Regions from separate parts of the Mus musculus genome. Here region 2 is linked to region 1. Evidence: chromatin contacts called from public HiChIP or PLAC-seq data. All regions are on one chromosome and are shown on one strand. Each heading gives the region's core, a stretch centred on a gene start, on an enhancer-like site or on the middle of the called end of the contact. The rest is flanking DNA. Distances are from core to core; before and after follow the strand shown. Region 1 has its middle 25 kb from the start of AI506816. Region 2 holds the start of Pus7 (pseudouridylate synthase 7).

Evidence for each region. HiChIP or PLAC-seq counts read pairs in DNA pulled down with a chosen protein or histone mark.
Region 2: a contact with region 1 is called in an H3K4me3 HiChIP or PLAC-seq map of embryonic stem cells, with 34 read pairs. The contact joins the promoter of Pus7 here to the enhancer-like site in region 1. A contact is called at or near these places in 1 of 39 promoter capture datasets (macrophages), 2 of 484 Hi-C or Micro-C datasets (the MNK3 cell line and extraembryonic endoderm stem cells), 5 of 115 datasets of contacts at active chromatin or transcription factors (the 230-238 cell line, CD8 T cells, the SCID.adh cell line and 1 more) and 3 of 9 other capture datasets (adipose tissue, liver and pancreatic islet).

The regions. Positions count from the first base shown.
Region 1 is chr5:23,734,354-23,740,036 of GRCm38.p6, reverse strand. No RefSeq gene overlaps it. Among named protein-coding and RNA genes, the nearest start is that of AI506816, 25 kb to the right of the region's middle. Within about 2 kb of position 2,841, at least 13 of the 459 cell types and tissues checked have an H3K27ac peak or open chromatin away from gene starts, as enhancers often do. A contact at or near this core is called in embryonic stem cells, where this site is marked.
Region 2 is chr5:23,780,976-23,786,658 of GRCm38.p6, reverse strand. Pus7 (pseudouridylate synthase 7) reads left to right here and starts at 2,948. Exons shown (of 16, transcript NM_178403.5): 1 at 2,948-3,147.

The DNA of each region.
Region 1 (5,683 bases), core at 1,592-4,091:
CTCACACTTCTACGGACCCCAAGTGTAAGTGTCCATGATTACTGAGGTTACCCTGGATTCAAATAGTCTGCAAACAAAAAAGAGTTTTATCCTGCAGAGGACTTGTATACTAGGGTCTACCATCTACAAAGAGAGAGAGAGATCCTGAACTGAGCTCACAGGACCAATTTAAAGCACATTACGGGAATTCCAGAGTAGGTGACCTTAATCTTGCTCCATCTCTAGGAATCGTTCAGAACCATTGTTGGGGCCTAGGGGCTTGCCACTGGAAGTCTGGAAACTGTTGCTGCCCCATCGTCCTTGCCTCAGGCCAGGTGGTAGTGCAGCTTCTGAGGCCTGGATATGCCTAGTTCTTAAAAACAGATTGAGGCCCAGTCTCCTGAACTGCCTATTTGAAGCCTGTCATGGAGTTAGCCTAGCCTTCTCAAAGCAAGGTAAATAACTCAAAGTAGCTTCAGGAAGTCCTGAAACTGACCAGATCCACTAGGCCCCTCCCTGCCAGAATAAAGTATAGGAGCCAAGGAGTCTCAGACAAGCTGAGCTGCAAAGACTGAGACCAGACCAGCCTCCTGAAAGAAGCAGAAACCAGCTGAGCTGCCTGGAAGAGGTATAGAGCAGAGGTTCCTGGAAAGGACCCCGCCAGCCTCTGGGCTGCCTGCAGGCTGTGCAGTGTTCCCAGCTTTGTAAGGGGTCATCTGTGCTAAGGTGAGCCTTAGTGATGCAGCTGTCTGAGTCATTTCTGATTCTGTAAGTCACCCGCTGGTTCACCAAGTTGGACCTCGGTAGACAAGTAAATGTGAGCTGAATCTCTAGCATGACCATGTCACAGCAGCAGGAGCGTCAAGGCATTCCAGACTGCCTTGATAACAGCAGGAAGTGAGGACCAAGAGGAGCACAAAAATAACACCCTCATGGGCAGTCAGACAACTCAACAGAGTTAATTTGTGCTAATTAGAACATCCAAAGGATACTGCACTATTAGGTTGTTGTTGCAGGATTTAACTGGACTGTGGTCTGGCTGCAGAGTAAATAGGAAGGATCATCCAGAGGACTGAGGGCAGCAAGTACCTCAGCATCAGGACAGCAGAGGGAAGACTTAATGCAAAGGAGAACGTAAAGAGGGGAAAGAAACAGTAGACCACGATTTCCCCAGCAATGTGACACATCAAGTGCCCAATGCATCTGATTTGAAAAAGATCCCCTTGCCGGGAGAGTTCAATCTAAAATCTTCCAACAGTAGAAATTGAACATCCATGGTACTTACAAAGTAGCCAATCACATCGATACAGATTTCTCAATGCCAAGCGTTGGCCAGTACCCAGTGATGTCTTCAAGCATGCAAGAAAAAAATCTGAGAGCCTACAGTTCTTAACACATAGGTGTCCTCCCGGTGCACTTTGAGAGCGCAGTGGGGCATGGCAAGAGCTCCAACAGATTGTGTCTAGCCACTATTTGACCCAAAAACCAAAAGGCAAACTGAGAGGAAGGAGAGAAATTTAATCAGTATGTCTATATTGAGATACATTAAGATAATATCTGCATTGAAAGATGTTAAGATATAAAGCATGACACTTCCACCCTAGAGGGGAACACTGGCCTGAACACTCTGCTAGCATGGGGGCAGGGGTCGGGGGAGGGGTAGCCTAAGAATGAGTCTTGGTCAAACTGTGGTTTGGTTTATCATCTCAGGACTGGTCAGGGGTCACTGCTGCCTAAGCAACAGACAAGACTGTCCACACAAGATCTTTGTTTATCAGATTTGTAGTTTCTGGGATTCAAGGTAATGACACAGGAGGCTGACTAACAGCAAAATGAGCAGATTCAAAATAGAGACTGTTGGGCTGGCGAGATGGTTCAGTGGGTTAGAGCACTGACTGCTCTTCTGAAGTTCCTGAGTTCAAATCCCAGCAACCACATGGTGGCTCACAACCACCTGTAATGAGATCTGACGTCCTCTTCTGTTGTGTCTGAAGACAGCTACAGTGTACTTATTAATAATAATGAATAAATCTTTGGGACTGAGCAAATGGAGTTGACCTGAGTGGGGTGACCAGAGCAACCAGAGCAAGCACAGGTCCTAAAAATTCAATTCCCAACAACCATATGAAGGCTCACAACCAGCTGTACATGTACATACAATAAATAAATAAATCTTTTTTTAAAAAATAGAGACTGTTGCAGAAAATATTTAAAAAGGAACTAGCACAAACCCGAGCTAGTGCCAGCAACTCTCTGCCAAAGCAGCCTGGCCGGCCATGCACTGATGGGCAATGGGCGACCTGTTTTTATCTCATGGAGACTCTGACTCAGTGCTCCAAAATCTCTCCACCCAGCTCACTAAGTACCCACTGGCACTGGCAGTCACTACCAGGCCAATCCCGTGCTTCAAATCCCCCACGGCCTTTGTGGTGCACATCTGGCAAACACACCTTGCCCAGTACCTTTCTCTCTTGAACTCGGGCAAGTCACCACGTGAAGAAAAACACAGCACAAACTTAGTTCAGAAACGACGGTAACTCAATCATTGGGCACAGCAACTAAAATCCTAATCCTGTAAGTCTTATTAAATCTAAATCCTCTAGTGGCAAATCCTGATGGATCTGCCACTGAAACCAGGAGACATCTTGTCCTCACATTATCCCATCCAAAAGGACCTAACTCTCTCCTGCTTCCTCTCTTCCTCCATCCAACCTGGAAGTCCCGCCTACTCGCCCAGTGATAGATTCCTTTATTCATTAGGGAATTGGTTCACAAGAAGTCACTTAAGTATTTGACTCACTCCTTGTCTGCAACCCCTCCTAGGAGAGCAGAATTAGCATCAAAATACAAACAGTACCAGGCCCATCCTCAAGCGGAGGCAGAGATGCCAAATGTTTAATCCTGATTAGTTACGCATTAGACCTAAGTGGAGGCAGAGATGCCAAGTGGTAACCCATTAGACCTAAGTGGAAAGTTGGTGTCTTTAAGCAAATTCTCTCTCCAAGTCCTTGTTATAAACCCACACCACCTAGGCTCTGACTTCCCTCAGTGTCTTACAATATAATTCTAACTCTGTCCACAGAGAGCTCATCTCAACACTGCTCCTATTCGGATCATCATGAGCCCATATTTCTTACTTCTTACCAACTTGTTTTCCATAAGAAATTCCTATGGCTCCCACCTTCAGATATAAAAGTGTGTGAGAGCAGCTCACAGCACAGGATACAACACTGCTGGCAGGTTTATTATACAGGACGTAATTCAGGAATAGCAAGACTGGGAGATACATAATGAAAGCTAGAGGGAGGAGACTAGAATTTCCGGGCAAACAGCACCCCAGTGTAATCACTGCATCCCACAGTCCAGGGGTTTTTTTAGAGGTTCTGCCACAGACGCATGAATGGCCAAAATCTAATGTTGGCTTAAGTCAGTCCTTGCTTCCTGAAGAGACACTGAAATTCCACTCCTCCCATCCAACCTGGCTAGTTTCCCTGGCAACAAGCCCAAATGCTGTGGTCATTTCAGATCCTGGAAGGTACTTTTTATGAATAGCTATTTATTTGTTTTTCTTTTATGTCTATAAGCATTTGCCTACATGGATGACGTGTATCACATGTGCACAGTGCCCATGGAGGCCAGAAGAGAGTCAGATCCTCGAGAACTAGAGTTGCAGGCAGTTGTGTACCACAAGTGGGTGCTGGGAATTGAACCCAGGGCTTCAGGAAGAGCTGCTAGTGCTCTTAGAGCACTGAGCCATCTCCCCACCCCCAGCAGCTGTTTCTTGTCATTTAAGAAACTCAAGGGTTTCAGGAGCCCTATGCCAGAGTTGAAAAAGGCCAAATTCACGTTTTGTTATAAATTCTAACATCACAAATATGTAGTTTTAGCCGGTCGTGGTGGTGCATGCCTTTAATCCCAGCACTCGGGAGGCAGAGGCAGGTGGATTTCTGAGTTCGAGGCCAGCCTGGTCTACAGAGTGAGTTCCAGGACAGCCAGGGCTACACAGAGAACCTGTCTCGGAAAAAAAAAAAAAAGTAGTTTTAAATCATGATAAATGCTGTGAAGAATATTCAACAAGAAAGAGAATGAGGAGGTGGTAAGAAAGTGTTGTACTGAGTCGTTCAGCAAACCTCTCAGGAGAGCTCAGATGAGAGCATGAGACAGAAGAGCTGAGCCAGAGGCCCTGGAAGGAAGCATGCACAGTCTGCTGGGGCAGAAAGAAAAGAAATCCAAGTGCTGGGATCAAAGGCGTGCGCTACCACGCCGGACCAGGGCATTTTCTTGATATGGGAATGCCAGCCCACGGTGGGCAAGGCCACAGCAGGACAAGTGGTCCTAGTGCAAGGCAAGTGGTGTAAGAAAGCAGGCCACAGAGAGCAGCCAGCATGCAGTGCTCTTCCGTGGCTTCTGCTTCAGTTCCTGCCTCACGAGGACTGTAAGCTGTGAGATACACTAAACCCTTTCCTCCAGAGTTGCTCCTAGTCTTGGTGCTTATCACAGCAATAGAAAGCAAACTGAGACGTGGGGAGTATGCCTTGGAAGTCTGGATTTCCAGTTGAGGTCAAGAGAAAACAGTGGTTGTGACCAGAGCATCATAGATGGATACCTCCTTAGCACCACAGTCATAGAGACTTTATATTTTTTTAAAGACAGGGTCTCATTTAGTCTAAGGTTGAACTCCAACTCAGTGTATAGTGAGGCTGACCTTATGTTTATGATTCTCCACCATCCACTTGTCTGTCTGTCTTTTTCCCTTTCTTTCTTTCTTTTTTTCTTCCTTCCTTCCTTCCTTCCTTCCTTCCTTCCTTCCTTCCTTCCTTCCTTCCTTCCTTCCTTCCTTCCTTCCTTCCTTCCTTCCCTCCCCTCTCTCTCTCTCTCTCTCTCTCTCTCTCTCTCTCTCTCTCTCTCTCTCTCTCTCTCTCTCTCTCTCTCTCTCTTTTTTCGAGACAGGGTTTCTCTGTGTAGCCCTGGCTGTACTGGAACTCACTTTGTAGACCAGGCTAGCCTTGATCTCAGAAATCCGCCTGCCTCTGCCTCCCAAGTGCTGGGATTAAAGGCGCGCGCCACCACTGCCCGACTTCCTTTTCATTTTTTGAAATCCTTTCTGCCTTTATTTTTTTCCCCTTGAATGTATAGCAATGTAAAACAATGTAGAACCTCTTTTATTCTTAAAGACATCACACTGACTAACAAAGATATAAATAGTAATAACAATGATTGTTAGATTAATCTACTAAAAAGGAAAAATTATTTGTGTTAGTGCAGGTTGCTATAACCAAGTACCATAAACCATAAAGGGGTGTAAAACTATGTGTGTCCCTACTTTTATTTTTAATTTTGTATTTATTATATATGGTACATATTATTTTGTAATTATATTTTATAATTATTGTATATTACATATGTATGTATTTATATTTAGTTTTGTATATGCTACTCTACCATAGAGTAGAGTGTAGGAACAGCTGGGAATAGGGAGCAAACATACTTGTCTGGCCTCAGTGGGAGAGGAAGCACCTAGCCTCACAGAAACTTGAAGTTCCAGGGTGGGGGATACCCAGGAAAGCGGGGAAGGGAAAGGATTGTGGAGGGGGTGACTGGGAGGAGGGCAGTGAGCAGGATGTAAAATGAGTAACAAAGTAAATTTTTAAAAATGACAACCAACATTAAAAAAGGCACTGATCGGGCTGGTGAGATGGCTCAG
Region 2 (5,683 bases), core at 1,699-4,198, 47 kb before region 1:
GGGATAGGTAGAGAACATGGAAATTTGACAGGCAAACCCTGGAAGGCAATGCCTTTGAGACCAAACAAATGGGGAGAAAACAGAAAAAAAAAAAACAACAAGCAAACAAACAAACAAAAATCTTTAGAGGAAACAGAAACTACTCCGTGAGAAGAAAACTCACTGAGGTGTAGACATACATGCAGACAAAACACCCATACACATAAAATGAAAAAAAATAAATAAATAAGAGCCGGGTATGGTGGTGCATGCCTTTTATCCCACAACTCAGGAGGCAGAGGCAGGTGAATCTTTATGAATTCAAGGCCAGCCTCATCTACATAGTGAGTTGAAGGATAGACAGAGCTATATAGTGAAACCCCGTATAAACAAACAGACAGACAGACAAACAGGATCTGGAGAGATGGCTTCAGCAACTAAGAGTACTAGCAGCTCTTTCAGAGAATCCAGGTTCACTTTCTAGCACCCACGCAGCAGCTGACAGCTCTCTGTCTGTAACTCAATTCTAGGGTATCTGACTCTCTCTCTGAACTCTCTGGACACCAGACACACACCTGGTATACAGTCACACATACAGGCAAACATCCACACACTTTAAAAAATAAAAATAATAAAATTTAAAAATTTAAAATTAAAACAGGATCTAGGCTATATTATACCATATAGCTGTATCTGAGTCTGCTGACCTTAGGACATTAAGGTATTAATTTACCCTAGCCCCAAGAATGTGCAGCTGTACAAGAATTAGTGAAATGGGCTAGGCATGATGCCACAAGTTTATAATTGCAGTGCTTTTGAGACTGAGGGAGGAGGCTCTTGAATTTGGGATTAGCCTGGGCTATATACTGAGCATCTATCTTAAAAAGGAAAAAAAAACAGAAAGAAAGAATTAATAAAATGATTAAAGACAAATGAAAGAATTTAGGTAGGTAACTACAGAGAATAATCTTAGAGGAAGACAATGTAGAAGCCACAAGTCTGAACTAAATATATGTGACTGTAGTGATTTGAATAAGAATGCCCCCATAGGTTCATGTGTGCGAATACTTGGTCTCCAGTTGATAGAACTGTTTGGGAAGCATTAGGAGGAGTGGCCTTGTTGGAGGAGGTGTGGCCTTGTTGGACAAGGTTGTCACAGTCAGTTGGCTTTGAAGTTTCAAAAGCCCACACCATTCCTGACTTTCTCCGCTGTGTACTTGTGGACAAAGATGTGTGCTCCCAGCTGCTGCCTACCTACCAGCTGCCAGGATTACTGTGGACACACCCTCTGAAACTGTAAGACCCAATAAACTCTTCTTTCTATAATTTCCTTTGGAGGTGGTGTCTCATCATAGCAGTAGGACAGTAACTAAGAAGTGACTCATTTAGCTGGATCTTTCTACTAAATCCATATTTTAAAAGCAAGTGTGGGACTCAGGAGACAGTTTAGTCAATACAGTGGGGACCTGTGTTCAGATCCTGCTAGTCATGTAGAAAGCTGGTCACAGCAGATCTGTGTAATCCAAGCAGTAGAGAGACAGAGATAAGATCTTTCGACTTGCCAGCTAACCAGTCCAGTTGAGCTCCAGGATCAATGAAAATTATTTACAAAAAGTAGGGTGAAGGGGCCATGGAGATGGATCGGAGGTAAGGGCACTTGCCAAGCAAGCCTGACGACTTGGCTTCCGTCCCCAGAAACCATGTAAGGTAGAAGGAGAGGACCAGCTTCTGCAGACTATGCTCCAGCCTCCACATGTACGCATGCCCACATCATAAACACACAATAATAATAAGTAACTAAGGTAGAGAGTGAAAGCGGAAAGCACCATGATGGGCCTCAGGTCTCCACAAACTCAGAACTGTACATGGACCTTAGTTTTTGATATTTTGATGGTCTTAGGCAACCCCTTGAAAGGGCCACTGGAACCCCAAGGGGTTAAGGAACTACTGATTGACACCGTTCAGAGTTCCAGTCAGGGAACGATGCTGGTCCTGTACGATTACAATGAACCCAGTCAGGATAGTCCAGCATAGGCATGACCAGGGCTTGTCTCCAAGGTAATTCTAGACTCTGTCAAATTGACAACACTAATCATCACATATGCAAACCTCACATATGTAAAACACATGGTTACAACAAACACCACACACACACACACACACACACACACACACGTCTAAGAGGAATACAAAGATCTGAAATAACAGGATTTTGTTTGTTTTGGTTTGGTTTTCTTTTTCTTTTTTTTTTTTTCTATTTTGTTTTTTCAAGACAGGGTTTCTCTGTATAGCCCTGGCTGTCCTGAAACTCACTCTGTAGACCAGGCTGGCCTCGAACTCAGAAATCTACCTGCTTCTGCTTCCCAAGTGCTGGGATTAACGGTGTGTACCATTACTGCCCAGGTTTTTGTTTGTTTGTTTAAAAAAAACCAAAACAACAGGGTCTTACCTAGGCCATGTTTACCTGGGATTCCTTACATATCCCAAAGTGCCCTTAAGTTTCTGATCCTTCTGTCCATATCACCTGAGTGCTTGGATTATGGGCTTTTGACTCTCCACAAATCTTGATTTATTTTATTATATTTTATTTTACCCTGAGTTGAAATCTGGCAAAATATTAGACCTGAAATGCTATGGAATGCTTTGATTTGGTCAGTTGGCTACTTGAAGCATGAGAAGAAAAATATATTTTATTTTTCTTTACGCCAAAGCATTAACCAGCTATGATGGAATCTTCTTGAAGACAGTCCTCCTGGGGAGCTGTCAAAGGTAAGAAACCCATTCTATTAATATGCACTATTAACCATAGCTGTGAAAGAAGCTCCCATTTAAGCACAATTAACAACTAATAAGGTAGTCTCTGTTTTTGAAGTCCTAAAGGTTTCTTTGCATAAGGCAAGTCACTTCCCAGGCGCCGATGGGCGGAGCGTCCTCGGGAGCGGAGGGCCGGTGGAGCGGGCCCCGCCCCGGGGCGTGGTCGGCGCGGCGCAGCGCCGCACGTGTGCGAGCCCGGCGGCTGGTGGGATAACCCGTCCCTGTGCGTCTCCACGCGGTGCAGCCTGTGCTGGTCGGCGCTGGCCGCCGCCTCCTGCGAGTCACCGCCGCCGCCCTCCCGCGTCCCGAGCCGAGCGTCCTCTTCTCCGCTCGGCCCGCGCCCTCAGGCTCCCGGTAAGTGCTCTGCTTTGCGGCGTGGCCCCAGGCCTCCGGAGAGGCGCGCGGCCGGGGAGGGAGGGCGGCCGTGGTCGCAGCTCGCGCTGCTCCCTGTTTCTCCGCCGCCAGCTCCACCTTCCCCGCTTGTCTTATTTCTGCTCCACGCACCCGGATCCTTGATCCCGGACCCCTAGTTCCCGATCCATGCTCCCCGATCCCGGCTATTCGCCCTGATCCCCGCCGTTCGTTAAGCGGCGCCGCGTCCCGATCCTCTGGCCGCGCCGCTGTGGGCTAGAACCTTCTTTTTCCACTTCTTCCTTGCTTTGTGGTGCCTCAGGCACTCCCCAAACTCAATTCCCTGTTAGAAAAACAAACCAGCCTTCCCCCGGTCCTGCTCAGCGCTCCCAGATCGTCCGAGCAGCCTGCACTGGTCCCGGCCTGGTGCTGGGTACTGGGCGCAGATGTTTTACTTGCTGGGCAGGCCTTAAGGGCCGCTGCTCTTCTCAACCACGGAGAAGCGATCAGGCTGACGTCTGGGGTCTTTTCTCCAACCTCTGCTGGGTGACAGTGCAGGCTACTTATTCTGTGGTCCATACCACCAAGCCCTTCACTGAGGGGCCTTTAAAATGGCCAGCACATGGTTATTGCTCTTAATTACTGCCAGTCAAGGAAGAAGGGTTTAGTTCAAGGCCATTTCTTTAAAAAAGAGATCTCTAAAATATAGGTGCTACTTTGTTTTGTTCCCACTCTTAAACAACAACAAAAATCTGTGGCCATCCGTAAAACACTATGCCTCAATGTCAGGGCAATGGTTTTACTAACGAAGGAGCTGTCAAATATCAGACTGTTCACTGTAGTGAGAAAGAGGGGAAACTATGTGCAGTCATTAGCAAATAACCAACAGTCAGAATTTGTTAACTTAACAAGTTTATTTGAATACATAAACCTCTTTTGTCTTGAGATAGGACTTACTATGTAGACCAGGCTGGCTTGAACTAGAGACACAAGTCTTTCTCAGCCTTTTGAGTGCTGCCCTTATAGGAGAGGGACGGCCACTTGAGTTCCCCTCTGAACATCTCTCTCTCTCTCTCTCTCTCTCTCTCTCTCTCTCTCTCTCTCTCTCTCTCTCTCTCTCTCTCTCTCTCTCTCTTTGGGGGAAGGGTTGAGGCAGAGTCTCTCTGTTATGTGGACTGTCAGTCCTGGAATTCTCTATGTAGACCAGGCTGGCCTGGAGCTGCTAGGCTTGGGTCAGTGCCAGCGTTCAGCACTCGTGTAGGAGGCTGGTTTGATCCAGGGCACCGATGAGCCTGGGATTTGGCGGCATGTCTGTTACCCCATTTCCTAGCTGGGATCTTTGCAGGCTCTGTTCTGCCCCCATGGAGCTCACACAATTTTCAGGTCTACTTTTTTCAAGTCTTTAAAACACCTTTACGGGGGCTTTACCTCAGGCCACCCCATTCTCTGCTTCTAAATGGCTGGCCTGTCCTAATACTGGGTTTGTTTGTTTGTTTGTTTGTTTGCAGCACCGAAGACTGAACTTAGGGCATGCTAGACAAATGTTCTGCTTCTGAGCACATCCCCCACAAATTTATTTGGTTTTTAAAAATATCCTTAAGTAGGTTGTAATCTTGTTTGGTTGCAAGAAGTCTTCCATCTTTCTCCAGTGTCTACCCAGGACATACTTAATAAATGTTAGAGTAGATGACTCTGATAGACGTAATAATTTTTTCAGATTAGGATGTGGAGTGAGTTTTGCCATTAAAGTAAGTAATGCCTGCTGTTTCAGGCCTAAGCAGGAGTATCACAGGTTCAAAACCTGCCTGGGTTACATTAACAAAGGCTTTCTAAGCATCTTAGCAAGACCCTGTCTCAAAGCGAGAACAGGACAGTGTAGTTCATTGTTAGCATGCTTGTTTATCATGCCCAGCACTTCATGAGACCCTGTCTCAAAAAACAAACTTCTAAAAGAGCAAACCGTGGTTATGATATCAAGAATCAAAAGCTGAGTAAGAAGTGTCTTAGGGACGTGGTGTGGTGGCACACATCTTAAATTCCAGCTCTTAGGAAGCAGAGGCAATTGGACAGCCAGGGCTGTGTAGGGAGACCCTATCTGACTCCCAAGATCTGGTGTTCCTTTTGCATCTGGGAGCGAGGTGGGTGGTCTGACTGTAAAGTCCCTGAGGCAGGCTGCATGCATGGCTTTTGCTGGCTGTGCTTGCCTGTGTGCTGAGAGTTGTGGCCTCTGGACAGGTATCAGGCTCTCCTGGTTGCTGATTATTTGGAGCCCGGTACTGTAATTACCCCTACTTGGTGGTTGCTCAGGTGGTCATGTGTCTGCTGTGGAGTAAGATCTGCCAAGTCTTAGAATTTGCTTTAATTTTATTACCTAATATGGCTGTTCCTGGTTTTTCTTTAACCTTAGAGGACTAGAATATTTTTAGAGCTCATTTACGGTGTTTATGGGTACACTCACTTTTCGTCTCTCTTTGTAATAAAAATAGGAAAAACCTTCCATTCTTACTTCAGTTTTAAGTAAGATCAAGTAGATAGGTGC